Regions from separate parts of the Sus scrofa genome. Here region 2 is linked to region 1. The links are chromatin contacts, called in public HiChIP or PLAC-seq maps. All regions are on one chromosome and are shown on one strand. The core of a region is the stretch at or near the end of the contact, and the rest is flanking DNA. Distances in the headings are between cores, read along the strand shown. Region 1 holds the start of KMT5B (histone-lysine N-methyltransferase KMT5B). Region 2 overlaps CHKA (choline kinase alpha).

Region 1 (4,409 bases), core at 844-3,343:
GGCAGGAAGAGCAGCTGGCAATGCAGGGAAGCTGGGGGAGGGACAGATCCAGAACCAGGGCACCAGCCCATACCTGGGTTTGACCATCTGTCCTGACTGGCCCTCTCCGGCCTGCTCCCTTGCAAAGCACCGCTCGGAACACTTGGCCTGGCCCTGGGCAGATGATGAAGGGAGCTGCCAGCATCTTGGGAGTCTGGGGGCTTCACAGGGTCCGAGTTTGGGCATCAGCCTCAGGGCTCAGTGTCGGGGTGGACTCTGGAAAGCTTGGAGTGGGGAGACATTGATGTTTGGGGCTGTGAAGTGCTGCCCAGGCCTGGGCACCAAGGCCCAGGAGGACCCACACAGGGCTGTGGTGCCCACTGTGCTCGCCTCCCTCGGGTATCCGGTGAGGAAACGGGGTGGCAAAGCCAGTCTCAGTGGGATGCAATTTGAGTATCCGGAGCCAAGCACCCTTGAAAATCTTGGAAAAAAACTTTAGCGATCAATCAGAAGCTAATGAAACCAAAGCAAATCATTCCTGCCGGGCTTGCAAAGAAGGTGGCATGACAACGTCTGAGGTCACCGATGGCCCTGAGGCTTTTGGAGTGAAAAGGCAGCAAGGGCAGGGCAACGTGCTTGGCTGTGCTTCAACCGAAGCCTGGGGAGGCTTCCCTGGTCCGGACCCCACCGGGTGGGCTTCCCCGGCGGGAAGGCGAGGCCAGTGGGAGGAGCTCCGGTGTTAAAGGTCTAGCCCCGCCTCCACCTGTTAGATACCTGCCCTCAGCAAATCCCTGCGCCTCAGTGGGCCACCTGCGGAAGGGGCTAATGAGCGTCCTGTCTGCCACCCAAGGTCAAGGGGGAGGAATAATGAGGTTCCTCGGCCCACAGTCCGTGCGGTCACCCACACGCCCCGCGGAACCGTCCTTTCCGGTCGGCCTACTCGGGGCCAGGCCCTGGGGGATGCAGAGGAAGCCAAAGGAGACGTGGGGCTCCTCCGGGAATAGGTGGACCCGCCGGCCCTGCCCGCCTCCTCTCTGCAGGAGCCGCGCTGGGCTTCCCTAAGTTCCGGAAGCGGCGGCGTCTTTAGCAACCCCGCCCCCCCACCCCCGCTCCAGGGCCTTTGCACTTGTTGGGCTCACGTCGCCCAACCGCGCCCTCCTCCGAGCGCCCCTCCGCGTCGGGGGAGACCCTTCGGGCGCCGCCTCCGTGCATCCGCCCGCCGGCGGCAACCTCGACGCCTGCACCTCTCCCCGGAGTGCTGGATGAGGGCGCTGGCCCACGCCCCGATCGGCTCAGAGGTCACCTGCCCTGTCGGTGCCTCAGTTTCCCTACGTATGAACCAGGAAAAGACGGTCCGCTCCTGCTGGGGGTCGTTGTAGGGAGGACGAGAGACGGGGCACCCGGCAGGCAGTAAAGGCTGGTACTCCCGGTCCTCTCGCGATTGTTATTTCTCAGTCATCATCGCCACCTGCGGGCCCCAAGGGCGGGGCTTCGCACGCTCCCCGCACACCTGGCGCGAGTGAGCCTCTCCCCGCAACACCCCGACCCGCCCAAGCTTTCCGGAGGGGCCGCATGCTCGGGGCGGGCACTGCCCAACCAGGGAGGCGGGAAGACCTGTTTCCCGGGAAGCCGGCACACAGTAGGCGCTCAGGCAAGGGGCGGCCGACGCTAGGAAGCCAGTGGCCTGATGAAGGCACGCTCCCTCCCTCCTCCCCGCACACTAGGCGGTGGAGCGCTCAGGCTGCCCACAGGCCTCGAAGGGTGGGTCAGCTTCCAATGACACCCATTCCCACAACAAAGAGGCTCGCCTCCGTGGGGCCGCCTCCCCCCGGCGCAACCCGGAGGCGCCCTGGGCGAGGAGCCCGTCCGTCCCCCCACCCCCACCCCGCTCCCGGGCTGCTCCCGTCCCAGCTCGGGAGTTGTAGCCGGTGGGTGCAGCTGCGCCCGGGAACCAAGGTGGAGGGCAGCCTCGCCGGGACCGGAGCACAACAGGCCTCAGGCTTGAGGGGCGCCTGAGGGGCGCGCGACGACGCCGCCTCCAGCCGCGATTTAAAGGGCAGCTGAGGGGCGGAGGGATCTCCTGCGACTACTCGACACGGATCCCTCCGCCGCGAGCGAGCGAAGCAGGGAGTCGCCTCGTCCGCTCGAAATTCGCTTTTTGTCCCTCCGCCGCGGGAGCACCCGGCGGGGAACTCATTTCTTTCTCGGGTTTCTCCGCCTCCCCCCACCCCCCGTCCCGTAAAAGCAACAGAGGCGGCCGCAGCGGCGCGAGCCCGGAGTGGTGTCCCTCCGCCCGGCCGAGGGCACTTCTTTTCGTGTCCTTCCACCGTTCCCGGGCGGCGTCCGAGCGGCTCACCGGGGGCGGCGACGCGTCTGCGGCGCGGGCGGCGAGGCTCCGGAGCTATGAGGTGAGGGCGCCCGGGCACCGGAGGCGGCACGCGCGGCGCCAGGACCCGGGACGCGGAGCCACCAGGCCAGCGGCTGCCTTTGGAACCCCGAGGCCGCGCGAGAGGCGAGGTGAGGCCCGGGGCGCGGGGGCGCGGGGGCGCGGCGCGGTGGGGGCGGGGGGCTCCGGCCGCCGCGGGGACTCATTTCCCGACAGCGGATGGAGCGGGCGGTGCTGCGGCATGCGCCGCCATCTTGGATTTTACTCTCCATTTTTCTCTGGAATTATTTTTGGTGATTAATTTTCTGGGGGGACGGGGGAGTGGCGCTGGGGAGCGCGGGCCCCCCAGTGCAGCGGCCGGGCGGCGGGGCCTCGACGCGCCCCGAGGAGGAGCGGGCAGCGCCCGGCGGTGAGCGGGGGGCGGGCGTGCGGGGGGCGCCGGGGCGGCGGGCGCGGGCGGCGGCCGGCGGGCTGGGGGCGGGCCGGCGGGCGCGGGGGCGCCGGGCGGGGGCCGGGGCCGGGGCCGCGGGGGGTGGGGGCGGCGACCGGGGGAGGGGCGCGGCGGCGGCGGCGGCGGCGGCGGCGGCGGCGGCGGCGGGCGCGGGGCGCGGGCCCTGCAGTGGGCGCCGCCGCCGGAAGGGAGCGGTAGCGGCCGCCGGGCAGCGCCGGGCCGGCCCGCGGCCGCACGAGGGGAGCAGCCCCGCCGCTCGCGATTGGGGGACTCTGTTTTCCCTCTTCTCCAATGGGCAGCCGTGAACCGTCTCGCCCAATCTGCTCCCTCTGCCGCGCTCCGCTTCGGGCTGTTTTTGTTTGGACTCGAGCCTCCCTTCGGCTCGCCTCCCGGGCCGCTGCTCCGCCCGCGCCGGGCCGCCCTCGAGCGCGGCTGGGGCCTCTGGCCGGGGCTTGTCTCCCGGCGCCCTCGCCCCGCCGGCGCCGCGTCCCGAGCCGAGGCGCTGGTCCTCCCGGGGCGCCTGTCTTCCTTGCGCTTCTCCGAGGGTGATGTGTCCGCGTCGCCCCACCTCTGAGACGCGGGGAAGCTGTGTTCAGGATGACAGCTCGACGCGGCTTGCCGGCGTGCTGTAGAAGCGCGGCGGACGCAGAGCAGCCCGCTCCGTCCCTTCTCGGGCTCGGGTACCCGCTTTGGAGCGCTCGCCTCCCGTCCGTCGAGTGGGAGAACTTGACTCAGCGCGCTCAGGCGGCGACCGCGCGTCCTCCGCGGCCAGTGCTGCCGAGCTCGCCCCGTCGCATCCGGAGAGGGAAGAATCGGTGGGTGGCCGCTGTGATTCTTTGCACCGGGACCTCTCTAGATGCCGTCTGTTTGGATGTGACGTGTGTAGGCACAGGTGGCTTTGGAGGCCAGCGGAGGAGGCGGTTGCCAGCTGCACCTTTTTTCTTTTGGTCTTTGACGTTGAGAACATACATGTCCGCCTGTGACTGTTGATGAGGAGTAGGAAGAGTCTACATACTTTGAAAAGGCAGGAGGAAATCCTTTTTGCCGGAAATAATCGCAGCTAGTTTGTCCGCCTTGGGAAACTTGCTTGAAGAGTTACTTGCTTGCTTGAGACACACACACATTTTCTGGCCGAATGTGTAGCAGCTTCCATCACAGGTGTGGCCCTGTCACTGTGGGCTCCCTGGATTCCAAGATTAAAGTCCACAAACGCCTTAATCGCAGTTTCGGTGGGAACTCGGGTCCATTTTCCCGTTTTTAGTCTCTCACACTCTGCTCTTCCTCTGCCAAGCTCTGGCCTCAGTAGTTTCAGTCACATCCTGTCCGCCTTCCTCCCCTCCCTCTCCCAGACTGCCATCCATCCTCAGAATTGCTGCGCCCCCCGCTCCGCCCCGCAGCGCTGGCACCCCTGCCAGCCTCTTAGGCAGGCAGATCCAGGGCTGACCCCTCCGGAGGGCGCACCCCACCTCCTGCTCCTCAGCAGGTGTTGCCTGGTGTTTTCCTTGGTTGGTTACCTGCCCGTCCCCTCAGCCTTCTTGTGAGCTTGGTATTCTCGGCTTGGCTCAGTAGGCACTTGAGGAAGTGTTCATTTAT
Region 2 (4,464 bases), core at 110-2,609, 110 kb after region 1:
GAGCCAGTGGCAGTATTTTTTTTAATCAGTGGGTGTCTTTTTTTGTTCTTTATTTTTGTTGCATCGTTGTATTGTACCATTCACTTATTTATTTAACTGTACAATTCAATGATTTTTAGTATATTCGTAGAGCTGGATGTCTTCTTAAGCATATCATGCATTCTGACTTCTTAGGTCTTGAAGTTTAAGTGTTCTATTTTTGAAAAGTTTTGGAGTTCCTGTCATGGCTCAGTGGACACGAATCTGACCAGCATCCATGAGGATGTAGGTTCGATCCCTGGCCTCGCTCAGTGGCTTAAGGATCCTGCGTTTCCGTGAACTGTGGCATAGGTCGCAGACACGGCTCAGATCCCGCGTGGCTGTGGCTCTGGTGTAGGCCGGCAGCTGCAGGTCTGCTGTGACCCCTAGCCTGGGAACCTCCATGTGCCACAGGTGTGGCCCTGAAAAGCCAAAAAGTAAAAAACAATTAAAAAACCAAAGAAAATAAAAAAGTTTTACCGCGCACAGAGACGTGGAGCACAGGAGTGTAATGAACCCGGGGCGCCCAGAGGCCGTCTTTCTCATGTTGACCCTCCTTCCTTCTCCAGGCTGCTTCTGCGGCAGGTTCCAGACATCCTAGGATTTCTTCCGTAAAGATTTCAGTTCGTCCCTGTGTGAGGTGATTAACAAAACACATGACCACAATAATGTTCACATAACAAAATTGAATCATTAGGAGTTCCCACTGTGGCTCAGTGGATTAAGAACCTGTTGTGGTCTCCATGAGGATGTGGGTTTGATCTCTGGCCTCACTCAGTGGGTTAAGGATCCTGTGTTGCCACAAGAAGTGGGCATAGGCCGCAGACCTAGCTCCTATCTGGCTCCTGTGTGGCTGTGGTGTAGGCCTGCAGCTGAGGCTCCAATTCGACCCCTAGCCCGGGAACTTCCGTATGCCACACGTATGGCCGTAAAAAAGAAAAATAATAATGATTTAAAATTAAGTAACTGGGTTAGTGTTGAAATTCCTAATAAATGTTTAAAAAAAGCTTGATTTTTTTTTTTAACTTATTGAAAGCTAGTTTTTATTACTCTACAAGTTGGTGGTTTCGAAGTCATGTTAAATATTTGTACAGTCCATTTTAATATTGGCTTCAAGTAAATTTGTCTCTGAAATGAAATCCCACAGGTTCCAAGTTATATTTTGCTTCCTTTCCTCCTGGACAGCAAAGTCCTCTGACCTCTTTTTTGGCCATGTGAGTTTCTTGTTGACTTAACCTCTGCAGGAAACCCCGCCTCTCACCTTTTCCTGAATGTTCAGTCGGCTTGGTTTGAGATCTCCCGGTCTTACTGCTCTTACCCACGGGGTTGAGGGAGCTTGAACATTCTGTACTGAGGAAACAGAACCGGGGCCGCCGTGGCAGAAGTCCGCCTTGCCCTCACGACGGTGCTCTTGTGGGATAAGTAGCGAAGCCCCTGGGGCTGGGATGGAGTGGGCAGGGGTGGGGAAATTCGTTATAAAACTTATTTCCACTTGGAAATTTTTTGTAAAATGTATTTGCACCCGATGGTGCTAATACGTTCAGAAGGAACGGCCTTGGGAACGAAGCCAGCGTGACTTGGATGAGGTGACTTGCTTTCGAGAGCACCGTTAGACAAGGGAGAGGGACTTCTGTTGGCTGAATAACCCATCAGCTGTATCTGCCTGAGAAGATACAGTTCAAGCAATAACAGCATAGGAATAACCATTGTCATTTAGGATTTTGTTCAGGTCAAATCCCGTTACAAGAAGTTGCAGTGAGACATCCAAATTCCTTCTTTGTCTTTTCCTACAAAGTATCACTATATAATATATCAGATTATAGGACTTTTTTGGTTCTTAACTCTCTTTGGGGAGAAAAAGCACAAGGACTTAACTATTTGGGGGCATTTCAGCCCCTTTTGGCCTCCTAATCAACATGGTAGCCAGCTCTTCACTCCTGGGAACACGGAGGTGAGTTCGTCCGTAGCTGGTCTCCACCGCCCTGTTGCTCCTTGAGCCAGCCTGCCCTGAGCTCCACGGTGCGGGAGTGTATAATTTAGTCGTGCCGTCTGAAAAGTAGAGTGAGCTCATCGCTTTGGGGGAAGACCAACAATAAATAAATAAATACATAAAAAATAAATGAAAAGCTTCATCAGGAGCTTGTAGGCCACCGAGGAGAGGCCCCAACTAAAGGCCTAAAGTCAGGGTGCCTTCAGGAGCGTAGCTGGGAGTCAAGCAAGGAGGAAAGCTCTCATGGCGCCTAGTTCCTCCTCCCTGGGGTTATCGCGGTGGCTCTCAGGCCATCAGCAAAAGTCTCAAAGTGTTTCTGTGGTATTTTCATTTTTGTAGCTTTCATTGTATCGGGATTTAACCTGTAACATCTTCCATCAGAGAAATGCAGGTTACACAAATGAAAAGGTCGGGTAGCCCCCATTTGTACTCGCTGTACTTTGTACAAAGTGTACTTAACTGTGCGTTAAAGATATTATTGAATAGCTTGTGTACAAGTGCAAGTCTTTTTGCAGACGCTTCACATAAACATGCATATTTATTTTGTTTACTTTCCCATGGAGTCACCCAGAACATGTACTGTTTTCACAGAACATGCGTCAGAATGTCTGTGGAAGGGTAGTTCCGTGTCCTGGATGCGAGCTTTTTGATTGGTGCTAGAGTAGCTGGTGTTGCTTAACGTGGCATTTTCCCCCTGTCCACGCTTTTTTCTACCCTTGGGACAGGCTGTTTTTGATAAAGCTGTGGAATATGGAAAGGTACGTTTTCGTGGGATGTTAAAGAATTTTTGCCTTAAAATTTTTAAAGAGCTTCCTTTATGGACTTCTGTGTCTGACTTAAGCAGATGTAGTTTAATTTTTCTAGGGATGATATTTGAGAATAAAATTTTGACGTGACATGTAAAATTTGACTTGCTTTTCACTATCCCCTGATTAGAGATACCATGACAGTTTTTAAAGCACTTGGGGTGGGGGGTTGCTTTTAAAAGAGAAGCTCGGCCATGAAGAAAGGACGTAGCCAGAGCGGCTTAGGGTGGTTCATGGTCCAGGCGTGTTAGTGGCAGAGTCCTGGTTACCAGTGATGTGCAATTTCATTGAGGAAAGTGATGTAGACGCATCTCTTAATACGTTAACACATGAAATTGGTCGAGGCCGTTATTACATTTGCTGGGTCCTCTTCTTGGTGGAGGAAGAACCCACAGGGAGCTGGGGGCAGCCTGACGAGCAGGTCCGGCCGTGAGTGTGGCGAGGTGCAGGCTCGGCCATGCAGACCCTGCCCGCCCGGGGGGCGTCCCCTCTCCCACCGGGTGCTGCCCACGGCCTGTGCACGCGCCCTGCCCTGCAGGAGGAGAGCCTGCCTGGGGCTGCTGCAGCCCCGAGGGCCCCGCCTGGCTCGATTGGCCTGGCCTGGCGTCCTGAGAAGAGCGCTCTGCATCGACTTTCCTCCAACAATGAAATTGTGAAACGGTTCTCGGGATGGTGGCGAGACACACGGCTGCTTGGCCTCATCAGCACAGCCCCTTTCTTGTAAAGAAACGCAGCGCTTCCTCGGGTGTTGGTGCTCGTGCTGGACACTGGTGGTGCCTTTAGATCGTACCGGTGGCATCAGTGGGCTGAGAACCCTCGTTAAAGACCTGTGATGCTTTGTAAGCCCTGACTGTTGTGATGGTTGCAGAGGTGGTGTCTGCTCAGTGTTCCCCATCTCACCGGAAGTGTTTGCTTTTTCTCATCCATAGAGGTCCTGTAATAAGGAGGGATCCGAACAAGCTCAGAAAGAAAATGAATTTCAAGTAAGTAATTCAGTCCATCCTGCACCCCTCTGAGGTTGAAGCTGGGGTTAGCCGACCCCGCCCCTGGCGCCCCTTCCTGCCCCCGTAGAGCCTGGTGCGTCTGGCCCGGAGGACGGGCTCTTGGGCTGTTGGGAGCCACCTCAGTGAGACCCAGCAAGCGACGGGGCTCCCTGTCCTCCCGGGAGTGCAGGGAGTGGACGTCTGGTGCCTCTAGGGCAGTCTAAACAGTGTTTGGGTTGCCAAGAGACAGCGGCTTGCAGTGACCTTTGTGCATGATAGTCTCGTGTCGCAGTGACCTGGCCTTCCTGCTGCGCCGTGACCGTCACTGCCCACGTGTCCCCTTGGCCGCCCTTCCCCGGGGGCTGGTGGGAGTGATTTTTCCTCTGCAAGGTACCCACGTCCTAAGGGCTTCTTCCTGAACCGTGAGATTGGGGTTTCAGCAGCCCCGCTCTGAAATGCACGGCGTCGGGAGCGCTCGGGGGCCAGAGCGCCTGCTGACCACCTGTCCCCTCGTGGAGGCTCAGTGGTGGGGAGTCTGGAGCGGTGGCCGCCACACGCCAGGCAGCCGAGGCCTCTTCAGACGCAGGCTCACATCTGAGCGGGGAGGGGTGTCGCGCACACACGTATAAACGGAGGCACACACCTAAGTGGAGTGGTTCTACTAACT

What was found. HiChIP or PLAC-seq counts read pairs in DNA pulled down with a chosen protein or histone mark.
Region 2: a contact with region 1 is called in an H3K27ac HiChIP or PLAC-seq map of skeletal muscle, with 2.7 times the contacts expected there. The contact joins the enhancer-like site here to the promoter of KMT5B in region 1. A contact is called at or near these places in 1 of 5 promoter capture datasets (fetal liver), 7 of 47 Hi-C or Micro-C datasets (brain, heart right ventricle, liver and 2 more) and 2 of 2 datasets of contacts at active chromatin or transcription factors (alveolar macrophages and skeletal muscle).

The regions. Positions count from the first base shown.
Region 1 is chr2:4,708,443-4,712,851 of Sscrofa11.1, forward strand. KMT5B (histone-lysine N-methyltransferase KMT5B) reads left to right here and starts at 2,094. Exons shown (of 11, transcript XM_021082731.1): 1 at 2,094-2,496. It overlaps LOC102162815 (a long non-coding RNA gene), which reads right to left and starts at 1,878. Exons shown (of 4, transcript XR_301556.3): 1 at 1-1,878.
Region 2 is chr2:4,816,937-4,821,400 of Sscrofa11.1, forward strand. It overlaps CHKA (choline kinase alpha), which reads left to right. Exons shown (of 13, transcript XR_002341423.1): 3 at 3,744-3,797. Among named protein-coding and RNA genes, the nearest start is that of CHKA, 31 kb to the left of the region's middle. Within about 2 kb of position 1,360, at least 6 of the 83 cell types and tissues checked have an H3K27ac peak or open chromatin away from gene starts, as enhancers often do. A contact at or near this core is called in fetal liver, retroperitoneal adipose tissue and skeletal muscle, where this site is marked.